Regions from separate parts of the Mus musculus genome. Here region 1 is linked to region 2. A link is a contact called in public promoter capture Hi-C data. All regions are on one chromosome and are shown on one strand. The core of a region is the stretch at or near the end of the contact, and the rest is flanking DNA. Distances in the headings are between cores, read along the strand shown.

Evidence for each region. Capture Hi-C pulls out chosen DNA fragments and counts their contacts.
Region 1: a promoter capture Hi-C map of pancreatic islet shows a contact between it and region 2. The contact joins the promoter of Dnah7b here to the promoter of Wdr75 in region 2. A contact is called at or near these places in 1 of 115 datasets of contacts at active chromatin or transcription factors (craniofacial prominence) and 1 of 9 other capture datasets (pancreatic islet).

The regions. Positions count from the first base shown.
Region 1 is chr1:46,065,542-46,068,307 of GRCm38.p6, forward strand. It overlaps Dnah7b (dynein, axonemal, heavy chain 7B), which reads left to right and starts at 1,312. Exons shown (of 65, transcript NM_001368717.1): 1 at 1,312-1,463. The coding sequence starts at 1,449.
Region 2 is chr1:45,793,852-45,796,551 of GRCm38.p6, forward strand. It overlaps Wdr75 (WD repeat domain 75), which reads left to right and starts at 1,315. Exons shown (of 21, transcript NM_028599.3): 1 at 1,315-1,753. The coding sequence starts at 1,671.

The DNA.
Region 1 (2,766 bases), core at 62-2,561, 270 kb after region 2:
CCAGACACCTTGCACTACAGGGCAGTGTAAACTGGTATCCCTACTAAGGAAAAACAGCCTAATGGTAACTCAGAAAACTAGAATCACCCCATGCCCCAAACATCAAATCCTTAAGCTCCAATTAAAAAGTTCACAAAGTATGTAAAACAAGAACAAATGGAAATCTGTTTTTAAAACAACCTAAATACTAAATACCAATAGCTTAAAAACTGAACAGAAGGGGGAACCCTAAAAAAGAGCTCAGAAAAAGTGAGGAGGTAAAAAGAAAATAGAATAATAAGACAACCGAGGCAAAAGGTGTTTTAAGGGATGTGATAAGTGATATCAAAGGCTTCTGAAAGAGAGTAAACTAATGATTTCAGGTCGTCAGGGGTGAGCATACCATGGAGCTTTGGAGTGGTGCATTGTGATACAGCAGCACTGGGAGGGGCCAGAAGAGAACCAATTGTAAGCATAATGTTATTGCGCACTGTGTAAAGATTATCCTTGGATTATTCAAATGTTGATCTCTCTGCCCCCATATCTGGTTGCAACTTGAACATGCCATGTAATGGTTATTCTATGTGCCTTCTGCCTGAATATTGTGTAAACATTGCTTCCCATGTAGTCTCTGATTTGCTAATAAAAGCTGATCAGCCAATCAGAAAAGAGAATAGGGCTGGACTTCTGATCTCAGACAGGGGACGGGGAGAGAGAGAAGCAAAGTGTCACCAGGAGAAGAGTGTGGAAAAGACACCATGGGAACCCACACTTGGAGCAGAAAGAGAAAGAGCTAAATCAATACCATACTGCAAGTATCTCAGGGATTTGGGCTAGGAGGTAGGCAGATAGTTTAAAGGAATAGAATCAATTAATAATGGCTCAGCTACTATGCTCTAAAGCAGCTTGATTAATAAATCTTATAGTCTGTTTCTCATTTATTTGAGAGCTAGCTAGGATAGAGAAGAATTATCACTTTTAAAATTGCACTAGCAACCAACAGTGAACAATATCCAGCAATATTCTGTAGAGGGAGCTATTGATTCCCTAACTGTTTCTTGATTGTGTTAATAAAGAGGGCAGAAGCTAACTGCTGGAGAAGAGGAAAAGATGGGATTTCCCGGTCCCATGAAGAAGAGAAGGGGCCAGGCCTTGGGTACAGGAGCACAGTTGCCACCCACCCTTAAGGAGGGTGAGGGCTGGGTTGGAAGCTACCTATGCCTCAGAGAGCCACTCTGCTCGACCTCTCAGAAAGTTCTGCTCCAAATCTCGCAGATGCAGATGACCGGAAGTGGATTCCGCCAGTTTGTTGCTTAGCAACGAATCGACCTTGGCGGTTAAAGCTCTCAGCTCAGAAGAGTGTTGAGACCAAGCAAGCAGTCCAGCGGCGAACAACTCTGGTCTTCTGTTTCTGACTCCCGCAGCAACGATCCCGGCCGATCCTGCCTGGCCCGCAAGTCCTTGCCGCCATGAGCAGCAAGAAGGTGAGAGCTGGGCCGCCAGGGTCGATCCCGGGGGCCAGGCACACAGGAGCAGTACCGCCCCGGCGTTGAGCGTTTCCCTCCAGTTTCCTTCCCAACCGCTGGACCTGGTTGTTATTGTAACAACGGGACACAAAACTGGCTCCACAGCGACCCCAGCTGCACACTGGGAGTGTTTGGGTGGGAGAAGGGTGGGCGGGACGTCTCTGTTGGCATGGACTCCCCTCCCCAACCAGGGGACAGAGACTTGCTATTTACCAAGCCTTCCCACCCCAAGCTGGCCTGGGGTCCAGTATTTAGGCCAGGCTGGCTTTAAACTCGCAACACCCTCTCTCGCCCCCGCCAGTGCTGAGATTACAGGTCACCCCGGTTCTCACTTAGTCCAGTGGTATGCAATAAAAGATGCAATCTACAATAGATACTGCCTAAAATTAAAAATCTCTATTTGTTGAACTTGAGTAACTATAGCATGAAACATGGTCAATGGTTTTGATGCCAGCTCAACCCAAATAAAATGAAGTTGATTCTGAATCTGAAAATTGTACTCAGCTTTTAAGAGTTTTCATCCCTCCATAGTGGTTTCTCTTATAAATTCAGTTTGTTGTGAAAATGGCTGCAAAAGATGATGTGGGGGTTGGGGAGATGGCTTAGTGCTTAAGAGCTTGATATGAAGACATGAAGACATAGACTCAAATCCCCAGCACCCACTTCAAGGCCCAGTGTGACTGAGGTTGCCTGTAACCCAGCACTGTGAGGGGCAGAGACAGGAGGATTGCTGCAACTTCCCATCCAACCCCTTAGTATCTGGTCCAGTGAGAGACCTTGTCTCAAAGTAGTAAGTCAGTGAGTGATTCACTGGCTTCTGTGCAGAGGCAGGGGCACCCTTACACAAAACATGGACCTATCACACACGCACGCACACGCATAGTCACCGGCAAATACACTTCCTCACAGGGGAGGGTAGTTTACAATCTTGTGCTATTTAGGTTTTGTGACAAAACAGAGCAAGGCAACTCAGAGAGAAAATTCTTATTTTGTCTCATTGCTTGAGAGGTCGCTGGGTTCTGGGTGTTTCTGGGCGCTGGACTGAAGTCTATATCAAAGCAGGGAGGAGGGCATGGCAGAGAGCACTGGGGAAGAGGCTAGAGAAAGAGCAACAGGTTGAAAGCACACCCCCAATAGCCTACATTCTTCAGCAGGGCTTTACTCTCAATGGCCCATTCCCACAAACTTACATTAATTTATGGGTGAAAGTAGCATTTTCATCACCAACTGGTGTCACCCCTGGACACAAGAGCTCCTTGGA
Region 2 (2,700 bases), core at 65-2,564:
CAATCAGAAAGCCTCATTCTTTCTTAATTTAAACGAAGTTCACCAAACAGTAAAACAACTGAAGTAAAAACTAGTTTGATCATTTATTTTCTTCATTGTCTCAGAATATAATAAGCATATATCCGATCTCAAAGTTTCCAAGTTTAAAGGATGTATTACTTAGACATCAAGAGTCTAGGGTGGGATGGGGGGTTAAGCTCACTATGTTCTTCCACTATGAAAAAGCATACCATAATTATGAAAAAGAAACTCTTTAAATTTGAGATAAAAACAGAATCAGTATCTTCCTGTCTAGCTCTGTCTCCCCAAACTATGAACCCAACAAAAACTAATCGTCTCTCTCTCTCTCTCTCTCTCTCTCTCTCTCTCTCTCTCTCTCTCTCTCTCTCTCCTGCCTAAAGATCTATAGATGTTTTGACCCTTAGGATTATATTTTTCCTGCTATGAATCAGCATAAAGTTATGGTGAATTTCAAATGTATCAAGAATCTGCTCCTGTTAGGGTTAAGATATCAGATGCCCTTCCTTAGGGGTCGTTAAGAGCCAGCACAATGGAAAATATTGACAAACGAACGGTTCAACACAGATATGCAGCAACCTCGAATACAAAACACAAAGTGTTAAGAATCAACATCCTCAGAAGTGGATGCTCACAGTCAGCTACTGGATGGATCACAGGGCCCCCAATGGAGGAGCTAGAGAAAGTAACCAAGGAGCTAAAGGGATCTGCAACCCTATAGGTGGAACAACAATATGAACTAACCAGTACCTCCCGGAGCTCTAGCTGCATATGTATCAGAAGATGGCCTAGTCGGCCATCAGTGGAAAGAGAGGCCCATTGGACACGCAAACTTTATCTGCCTCAGTACAGGGGAACGGCAGGGCCAAGAAGTGGGAGTGGGAGGGTGGGGGAGTGGGTGGGGGAGCGTGTGGGGGACTTTTGGGATAGCATTGGAAATGTAACTGAAATAAATACCTAAAAAAAAAAAAAAAAAAGAATCAACATCCTCAGAAGTCAGGGCTTCTGAACAACAGGAACTGAACAACTGGAGCAAACCGGACATCACTGCAGGAGCCCTGACACCAAGGTGTACTTTTATTCTGGAGTCGAAACTGCATTGGCAAGTGTGGCGTAGATGCTACAGGAACTTAGCGATGCTCATAGAACCGCCATAAAGAGCTAAAGCGCCCCACTTCAGTTACCATTGCAAGAAGACGCTCTTTGAACCCCGCCCCCTCCCAAAAAAAGGCAACGGAGGGGGGTGGGATAGGAGTAGGGTGACTGCGTCATCTTGCTGTCGCTCAATCACAGTGACAGAAAAGGCAACGGCTTCAGTAGGAGAAAGGATGTTCACTTCCGCTTCTGGCGGAACCTTTAGAGTCCGGTAAAAGAGGCCGAAGAGAAAACTCTCTTCTGTATCGAATAGCTGTAGCGGCATCTGGTATGATTTAACTTTGTGCGTGGCTGTTGGGCTTTACTCCTTCTACAAGGGTTTTAATTTGACCCTGCCCAAACTAAAGATGGCGGCGTAGGCGTGGAGCCGACCATAGAGTCTCCAGGCTAGAGAGGCCCAGGCGGGCCGCGGGCGGAAGAGTAGGGCCAGGCCAGTCGGCCTATGAAGGAAGTTCGTAATCCGGCCGGTGCTCGGTGCTTCCTGCGCCTGCGTGAAGATGGTAGAAGAGGGAGTCCGCGTGGTTCGCTGCGGCGGCAGCCGGCTGAACTTCAGGAGGGCCGTGTTCTCCGTGGATTCCAAGTATGCAGTAGGCTGCGGGTCAACAGGGCTCCGGGCACCGCGGGCCGGGGAGGGGAGTGCCCGGCGCGGCGCGGCCCACGGTCGGACTGCGAGGCTGGAGTCCGCGGCGCCGCGCAGCGCATGGACCGACCCGGAGCTCCCCGGAGCCGCCCGGCTTTGCTGCTGTGTCTGTGTGCCTTGCACCCAGGACTCCACCTGCGGGAAGGTTGGCGGTTACAGGGGCAGGTCAGGTGTCTACAAGGGACTAGGAGCCGCTCGGTTGGAAAATGGTCACTCTCTCCGTATGTGCACCGGTCTGACCATGCAGACTAATGTTCACGTGTGGAACGTTTTGGACTTCAAAATCATTAATGATTCAGCCTTTTTCCCGCAGAAAAACATCATAATTACCAGGCTCCTTTTTTCCTTTTTTTTTTTTTTGAGTTTTACATAAAAACAGATGTTAGATCTGTAGGAGAAAGTGTCTATATGCACACAACTTTTACAATAGTGGCTTTCAGTTCGCTGCTTGTCAGCTGGCATTGTTGCTGCCACGTTGTATCATCTAGAAGAGGTGTGTAGTAGGGCTAGTTTTTCAGAGCACTCTGAATGTAGAGATACTTAGGCTCAGTTGTTTGAATGCTTGATCCCCAAGAGGAGCAATTATTCCTGAAGGATTAGGAAGCAGACCCTCCTTGGAGGAGGTGTGCCAATGGGGCAGGCTTGAAAGGTTCAAAAGCCTAATCCATTATCAGCTCTCTGCACAGGGATGTCTCCTGTACTGCTCCAGCTCTCTCTCTCTTTCTCTCTCTCTCTCTCTCTCTCTCCCTCTCTCTCTCTCTCTCTCTCTCTCTCTCTCTCTCACACACACACACACACACACACACACACACCCATCATGGGCTCCACTGTGATGGTCATGGATTCTACCCTCTGCAACTGTGAACTGCAAATAGTAAATACCCCTA